Linked DNA regions of Mus musculus: regions 1 and 2 are each linked to region 3. A link is a contact called in public promoter capture Hi-C data. All regions are on one chromosome and are shown on one strand. Each heading gives the region's core, a stretch centred on a gene start, on an enhancer-like site or on the middle of the called end of the contact. The rest is flanking DNA. Distances are from core to core; before and after follow the strand shown.

Evidence for each region. Promoter capture Hi-C pulls out the DNA fragments that hold promoters and counts their contacts.
Region 1: a contact with region 3 is called in a promoter capture Hi-C map of embryonic stem cells, with 4 times the contacts expected there. The contact joins the enhancer-like site here to the promoter of Sacs in region 3. A contact is called at or near these places in 11 of 39 promoter capture datasets (the 3T3-L1 cell line, 3T3-L1-derived adipocytes, the C10 cell line and 7 more), 1 of 484 Hi-C or Micro-C datasets (the G1E-ER4 cell line), 4 of 115 datasets of contacts at active chromatin or transcription factors (all in embryonic stem cells) and 5 of 9 other capture datasets (adipose tissue, embryonic stem cells, liver and 2 more).
Region 2: a contact with region 3 is called in a promoter capture Hi-C map of embryonic stem cells, with 5 times the contacts expected there. The contact joins the promoter of Kpna3 here to the promoter of Sacs in region 3. A contact is called at or near these places in 3 of 39 promoter capture datasets (embryonic stem cells, hippocampal neurons and stem cell-derived epiblast-like cells) and 1 of 9 other capture datasets (adipose tissue).

Annotation. Positions count from the first base shown.
Region 1 is chr14:60,837,162-60,839,861 of GRCm38.p6, forward strand. All of the region lies in intron 14 of Mipep (mitochondrial intermediate peptidase), which reads left to right. Among named protein-coding and RNA genes, the nearest start is that of Mipep, 54 kb to the left of the region's middle. Within about 2 kb of position 1,435, at least 9 of the 459 cell types and tissues checked have an H3K27ac peak or open chromatin away from gene starts, as enhancers often do. A contact at or near this core is called in embryonic stem cells, where this site is marked.
Region 2 is chr14:61,438,610-61,441,314 of GRCm38.p6, forward strand. It overlaps Kpna3 (karyopherin (importin) alpha 3), which reads right to left and starts at 1,338. Exons shown (of 17, transcript NM_008466.5): 1 at 1,114-1,338. The coding sequence starts at 1,182.
Region 3 is chr14:61,137,202-61,139,901 of GRCm38.p6, forward strand. Sacs (sacsin) reads left to right here and starts at 1,256. Exons shown (of 10, transcript NM_015788.2): 1 at 1,256-1,570.

The DNA of each region.
Region 1 (2,700 bases), core at 185-2,684, 300 kb before region 3:
TTTAATCATTAACGATTGCCATGTTCTACCAGATTGTTTTCACCACATCTCTTGAGAAATTGGATAATGAGTAGAAGTGTTAAGAACTAGCCGTAAGACACCTTTACATTCTAGAATTAAGCAACTTTCATCTTGAATTTGTATTGTTTTGTTTTTGTTAACACAGAGCTGACTTCTTGGTACTTTGTGAACAGAGGAAACTTGGGTTTGTGAGAGAGATTGGCCAGTGACTTGGTTTTCACTGATGTTGAGTAGAGGCCATTTCATAAAGTGAGCTAGTGAGTTGGTGTGTGTTCCTTCTTTTTCTGCTCTCTACAGTGCTTTTCTGTTTTTAAGTAAAACTATAGTCATCTGTTTCATAGAGCTTTGTCAAAGTTCATCTCTAAAGCCATTTATGATTTACTTTCTCTGGAGGAAGATTTTTAGCAAATTTTTGGTTTTTTGTTTGTTTGTTTGTTTTTGTTTTTTTTGGTAGTTGTTGGACTCCTTGACTGGACTTTCTTCTTAATAAGCTTTGCTAAGTTGCAATTTTCTAGAAATTTTACCCAAGTTCTTAAGTTTATTGGCATAGTTATTTATAGTATTCTTTTATCTTTCATTTTCCGCCTCATCTGTAATTATATTCCTTCCTACTCAGCATTGTTTCTCTCAATTTTTCCTTTACTGATCTGTTTTATTAGAATTTTCAAAGAGCAAATACCAAGTCTTCTGTTTGGTTTCAGTTCACTGATGTTTTTTGCTTTGTTATTCTTCATTTCTTCCTTTCTTGTTCCATCCACTTCCCAGAAGAAGATGACGACGACTTCCTCTTCCTCCTCCTCCTCCTCCTCCTCCTCCTCCTCCTCCTCCTCCTCCTCCTCCTCCCAGACATTCAGTGCTGTGTCTCCACTGCTTAGTCGGTCAGCTGCCTCGGACGGTCTGATAACATGCGAGTGAGGGCAGACCTTGGGCGTCTCTCCATCTGTCCTCTCTTCTCCTAAGGAATGATCTCCAGTCTCCCAACACAAGGGCAACCTACAGGGGACGAGGCCAGCATCAGGCCTGGGGAGTTCTAGAAAGAGGGCTTGCAGGCTTTCCCCGATAGAAACTCTGAAGGATAAAGTTTACCCAGTAAATATTGTTTTGCAATAAATTTACACACATATTCTGAAACTACATTTGGGGTAGTATGTCAGGAGTGACATGGAAAAAAATCCTTTCTGGAACTGAAAGCTGCTTCAGGAAGGGCTCAGCTTGATGGACTGTTGTGTCTGAGTGAAACATCCCCTACAGAAGACTATTGATACTAAATGTTTCCTGACAGTCACAAAATGGAAACATGCTCTTTACTATGTAAACAAGTTCTCTGGAGGGCCGGGCAGGGAGGGCTGGGCAGGGAGGGCCGGGCAGGGCGGGGCGGGCCTGGTGGTGGTAGTCTGTAGTTTGCAGCATGAGACAGTAACCTGGGGGCTGGCCTTGAAGAAGCAGGTGGACGGAGCCTTGGATACCTGTGATATGACAAGGGATAAGGGACTGCTGAACTCCCTCAGGGCGCATCAGCCAGAAACGATGTCTAACATAGTGCTGTAGCAGAGAGGACCTTAGAGTCTCCCACAAGGGCGTCAGTGCTGGTTTCAGAGAGACGGAGGGGGCTCTGAAGAAAGTAAGTTTACACACAGAATACAGTAGTATGCAGGTTAACAGGGTGCTACCTTGTGCACATGCCATTTTTTCCTTAAGGAGTTTTACATATTAGAGTGTCTTCTTGGTAGAACGTACATATAATTATTTCCAAATCAGTGCTTTGAAGCACTTGTATTTTTAAAATGTGGATAGGATTGAAGGAAAGAAGCTCAAAAACTGTCTAAGTTAAGGTTCTACTGCTGTGAGCAGACACCGTGACCATGGCAGCTCTTAGAAAGGAAAACATTTCACTGGGGCTGGCTCACAAGCTCAGAGGTTGGTTGCTACCTGTGACCTAACCCATTTAAAAATATTTTTATTCAGGTTTTGAGAATTTTCTACTTGCATGCAGTACATTTTAAACATACTCACACCCTATGCGCCCAACTCCTCCCAGGATCATCATCTATCATCTAACCTACTTTTTCAGGCAACATATAACACAACAGACTATTTCTGGAACATTTAAACTTGAAACTTTTAACATAGTTTTAGAGCGCGCGCGCGCGCGCGCGGTGCGAGCTTGTACAGAGGTCAGGGGCAGCCTGCAGGAGTCAGGTCTCTTTCCCCTGTAGTTTGAGGTCAAGGTCAGGTTTTCAGATTTGGCAGCAGGTCTCTGTAGCCATCTTCCTGGACCCTAGGATTTAACTTTTTACTATTTTTGTCTTTTCTTTTAGTTTTCCAAAAAAGTGGTAAATGCTCTCTCACTCTTTATCTCAGATAAAATATGTGCCAAGTAGAAATTTATAGTTGTTGACCTGGAATGTTGGAATTCCGTGCGTGTTTTGAAGGTCAGAATTTTCCGGGTCGTTAGAAATTAAAATGCTTTAAATACTGTAGATTTTTAGTTTTAAAACAAGCTTAAAGAGTTCTGGCCAAATGCACCTTAGACCCGTTCCTGTTCTGTGTTCACGAAGTGCAGTGAGTGTTTTAAGAAGATAAACCGCTTCACGGCTCCTGCGCTGTCCAGGTCAGGTTTTGCTATCAGAGCTGCTTGTCCGACTTTCTGGGGAGCTCCAGGCTTCAGGCCTTGCTGGG
Region 2 (2,705 bases), core at 88-2,587, 300 kb after region 3:
ACAAATCATATTCCCTACTATTAGAATAGAGAAAAGGGGATGGGCTTAAAACTATTTCCCCCATCAAATCCAGAGGTTGGGTCCCAGTGAAGTTTGTGCTATTACACTTCATTGGTTTTAGTAGGAGCAGTGAGACCTCTAGCGCTACCTCAATAAGCAGAGTTTGCAAATAGTAGCTGCTAATGTCACCTTAATGAGACAATGGCAACATGCTGAGTAGCAGCAAACTGAGTGACCACAATGAATGTTTACAGTTTTGCAACCACTTGGAAAATCTACTAGCTTGGTGGCATGTGGTATATACAAGGACGTAGGAATCTTATGTATCCAATTTATTTCTGCAAAACAGGTGAAAGAAATTATTTTCCTATTATTCACACTTCGACTCCAAGACGAGCTTTAAAAAAACAAAAAACAAAACACAACAAACAAACAAAAAAAAAAACCCAAGATCAGAGGTCTGCACAACCTCCTTCCCAAAGCTTCAACACAATAGATGGTAAACTATTGTCCACCTTTAGCTCGCTCTAAATGCCAGCAGTCACAGGGGTATGAGCTGCAACAGCTCGGGAAGACTGGTCCAAAGGACCGCACTGGAATATAAGAAAATGGTCTTGGCGCATCCTACCCTCCCCCATCCACCACCCTCAAACAAGTCAGTTACCCGGCTGGTCCCCACCCCCCTCTGAGGGCTGCCACCGCCCGCCTGGGCCCGGCTCGCACAAGGTAAGCGCGGGGACCGAGGCTCCATGTGCGGCAGCGCGGGAGGCTGCACCGGCTGCGGACACGAGCGGCGGCGCGGCCCGGCCCCGGCGGTGCGGGTGGCACGCGGGCCGGCAGCATCCCGGTCCGTCCTCCCGCGCGGCCCGCGGACCCCGCCTCGGCTCCACATCCCTTCCCCTCCGACGCCAGGCCGCGCCCGCGCAGCGGGGCCGAGCGCTCAGTGGTCCCAGGTGCCGCGCTAGTCGCTCAGAGGGCGGCTGCTGCCCGGGCCGCGGCGCCCCGAGGCGGCGGCCAACTCCGACTGACCGCCAGCCGGCGAGAGCCAGCGGCCGCGGCCCCCGCCCCTCCCCTCCCAGCCGCCCGGCCCGGCCGGCCCCGGAGCACACTCGCCTCCACATCGCGGCCCTTGTTCTTGAAGCTCTTGATGCGGTGGTTCTCCAAGCCGGGGTTCTCGGCCATGGCTGCGCGCGGCTCCGGAGGCGTCTGCTCCTGCGGCGGCGGCGGCGAGTCGAGCGGGAGGGGACGAAGGGGGAGGAGCGCGCGCTCCGTGACGCCTGGAGCGCGAGGTGGCCGCGGCGCGGGGGCGGCGCTGAGGAGAGGCGCGCGCCGGAGAAGGCCAGGGCGCTGGCCTGCCGGCTGTCGCGGTGACCCTGCCCTCACCCCTTCGTAGGGCCTCCCCACAGCCGCTAGTCATGTGCTAGAAATGGAGCCCGACCTAGTCGCTTTTACCGCCACCGCTGAAGCGGGGCGGAGGGCGGAAACTACAGTTCCCAGCATGCCAGGCGCGGGTCTGAGCCACGCCGTGAGAGGACGAGAAGCATGCCGGGAGGGCTGTGCGCGCGCTTTCGGCTCGGCGCTCTCTGAGCGCGGGCTCGAAGCCCCACCTCTGGGCGGGGTGGTGGGCGGGGAAACTCTGGAGATGGCACCTTGCGGCCTATCGGGAGAGAGAGGCGGAGCTTCGGGGGCGCACCTTGCTCCCTACAGCTTGGAAAATTAGAAAAAGAACGGCCACGCGTGCTTTGCGCTTTTGGCTTCTTTAGGGTCTCCTCAAATAGCAGCCACCCTCAAACCCTGTTCTTTTGCTCTGCTTCGGTTTTATAAATAGCACGCTTGTTTCCACTCCACAAATACATGTGAGTGTGATGTGTGTGTTTATGCTTGCTTCTTGCACCTCTATTAAACTCAATGAGAACAGAGACATTGTTGGTCTCAAAAATCTGTCAGATCAAAACAGTAACTAGTAAATTCTCATTAAAAAAGAAAATGTGTTCTAGTATCCCCTGATTTCTCCAAGCATCCTTGTGCAGCCTTCACTTTGGCAGCCCTACCTTTCTATGACCCCATGCCTTAGTCCACCTTAACACACAATGTAACCTTCAGGCAGTTAATCAGACCCTAGGGCTGCAGACTCCAGACTGCCATCTCCCTTTAGCTTCTCATTGGAACAATAACAGGTTTTGGTTGATTTGGGTTGGTTGGTTGTTTTGTTTTTTGTTTTGCTTTTGTTTTTACAGCAGGTGGACTTTATTTGATTATTATCTGAGACTATTACATTTCAGAATTGTCTTAATTAGGGTTTCTATTGCTGTAAAGAGACACCATGATCATGGCAACTCTTATAAAGGAAAACATTTCATTGGAGCTGGTTTACAGTTCAGAGGTTCAGTCTATTATCATCATGGCAGGAAGCTTGGAGGTATGCAGGCAGACAGTGCTAGAGAAGGAGCTGCGAGTTCTACATCTTGGTCCGCAGGCAGCAGAAAGGGACTGTGCCCCAGGAGGGACCTAGCTTGAGCATAGGAGACCCAATGCCCACCCCATAGTGTCATATTTCCTCCTAATACTGCCACTCCCTATGGGCCAAGCAATCAAACACATGAGGCTAGGAGGCCATTCCTATTCAAACCACCACAAGAATCTTCTGCCAATATAAGCTTATGTGAAGTGTTATGCTACATACGATCAAAATAAGCCAGGTCAGA
Region 3 (2,700 bases), core at 6-2,505:
CCTCTGTCTTATCTCCTTGAGACAGGGTCTCTTACTGATCTGGGAGACTTCAGGAGACAGAAAACTCTACCTGTCTTAACATTATTGAGCTATGGCACACGGCCCCACAACACTTGTTGTAGGTACTAGGCATTTGAACTAAGGTACTCATGTTTGTGCAAAAAGTGGCCTTGCCCACTGTGCCATTCCAAACACAGCTCTCTAATGCCCTTTTAAGATCAGGACCTTGAGCATCTTTGGGTTTTGGCAGCTTCAAGAAAGCAATTCCCATGGATTCCGAGGGATGACTAATAGGAGTCTGTGGTGTGGAAGAAATGCTATTAGATTTGGTATCTTCAGTGGTCCCCTGGGAAGGGCGAGACTACAGCAAAGCAGACAAAGTGGATTGCCCTTTCTGAAGTCGGTGCCTCTCCCCAGGGACATCATTGGAGCCTGTATGGCTGAGCTGAATTAGGTAATTTCCCCAAGGGTGCAGCAAACAGGAGCCTCCAATCTTCTGAAGCTCTAGCTGGTGTACACTCCCCATTCATAGGATGCTGGAGGATGTTGGTCCTGATGCTGTAACTAGAGCACAGCCCACGCAAGGGCAGAGGACCGGGGCTGCACACAAAGCTTGGTGCCGTAGAGATGCCGTGCCCTGGTTTATTGCCTCAGTGTCCCCATTACTAAACTGACAGAAACACTGAATTAACACTGGCATCAGATTGCAACTGTAGAACATTTTACAACACACAGCACATTTTGAGTGAATTTTTGATTTTTTGATACTTATTTGGAATCTCATGTCCACAATGACAATGAACAAAGGCACTGTGTATGCTGTTTTATCTGGGCATGTGCTGCTGTTACTATCATATGGCTATCACCTGTCTGTCATCCATCCATCCATTCATCCATTTTGAGACCAGCTATCCTTGAACTCACTATGTAAAGGCGGCTGATCTTGAGCGCTTAATCCTCCTGTCTTCAGACCGGGCAGAGTCTATTCAGAACTCTTTATGGGGCTGAGGAGGCCCATACCAAGCCCCTAGCACCAACCTTCTATGGGGAATGACTTTGTTTTAAGCCGTATGCCTTCCATAAAATTAATCTCTGGAAAACAACAAAAATAATAATAAAGCTCCCATCGTGACTTTTTACCTCAGTGATCCACAACACTGGGTGTGTGGCATTATGGCATTCTTTGAAGCTGATATGCTATCTCTTTAATTTAAAAAAAGAGAGCAGTGAGCTAGGTAGGGGGAGCTGTGACTGCCGCACTCTCCCGGCCCTGCGCTGAATGCAGTGGCAGTAACGCTGGCTGGGACTTGTTTGTTGTTGGTACAAAAGGCACACAAAGGCCGGACAACCAGGTTGATGATGGCCACCGTGAGACTCTGAGGGTCCCTCGGACTGCGGACTGCGTCTAGTCTAGGAACAGCTACATCGGGCGTTGCGACCCGCTGGAGCCGGGTGGTGCGGTCGCTGCTACAGCTGCTGCTGCTCCAGCTGGGCCGTGGACCACTGTCCTCTGCATCTTCGCCCCCAAGGAAGACAGAGCAGCTCTGGCGTGTAGTGCCACAGCGCACGGGTGAGGAGTTGCTACCTTGGCATCCTTGGGTAGGGTGGGTCCCGCTCTACCTCCTCATCTTAGTTCCAGAGGGGCTCTGACTGCAGGCTTTGTCTTTTTAATTTCCACTCCAAGTTGCAGAGAGTGGTCATAATGGGTTCGCTGCTGTTATGCAGAGTGGGGTCCGGACTATTGGTATTTATACAGTGGCATTCTCAGAATAGTTTATTACTTAATCTGCAATCGCTCTAATTTTAACCTCATATTCTCAACCAGCCAGTTCTCAGTTACCTTATTTAATAATACTCGAAAGCCTTATGACAAAAAAAAATTCTCCTTATTTCATTTCATTCCAGGAAATAATTAAATTCTTAGAAAGAGTTCTGTGATTTTAGCAAAGTTCTCTCCTACTCTGCTGTCCTTTTTTGCTTGCCTGCGTTTTTCTTAAAACAAGGTCAGTGGGGAGTATTGCCTTTGAGGCTGATATGCTGATAATTTTAGCTTTAATCTTACTCCCTGTGTCTCTGAAAATGGTAAAAAGCCTCTTCCATTTGAACCAGCCAGGATGGGGGCTGGTTCCAGGTGTTTTCCAAGCATAAGCTGCCACAACCCCATATTGGTCTCTTTACTCCTGCACCAACCAGTACAGAAGTAATTCACGATCAGCCCCCATTTATTTGTCTTATGACGAGTTTTACAAGCACCCACTGGCAGCCAGGTAAGAACTAGGACAGTGTGAGGTTCTCATGTTCACATCCCCTGAGTGTTGCGGAAGACTAACCAGCTCTCTTTCCTTTGCCTTGACAGTTAGCCCCATTCTGTGTGGTCCCTTGTCTTCTTTATCCTTGGCTTTTGGCTTTTGGCTGCCCAAGCTGCTCCCTCCCGCACCCATGATCCTTAAGACTCTGTCTAAGTCCCTTTCAAAGGAAGCAAGCTAGCTTACACCATCTTCCTGCGTCCCTGCTGTTGTGCTCATCCTGTGAGAGCAGCAGTAAGAACCGTTGACCGCTGTTCCGATGTTTCCCGTTCTTCCTGTCAGAAGAAAAGCTCAGTCACAGCTTTTGAAGAACAAGGACAGCTGACAGGAGTCCTTTGCTTTGGGCCGGACTGGCCCTCAGCAGCCCTGTGCTCAAATGTCAGCTCAACTGGAC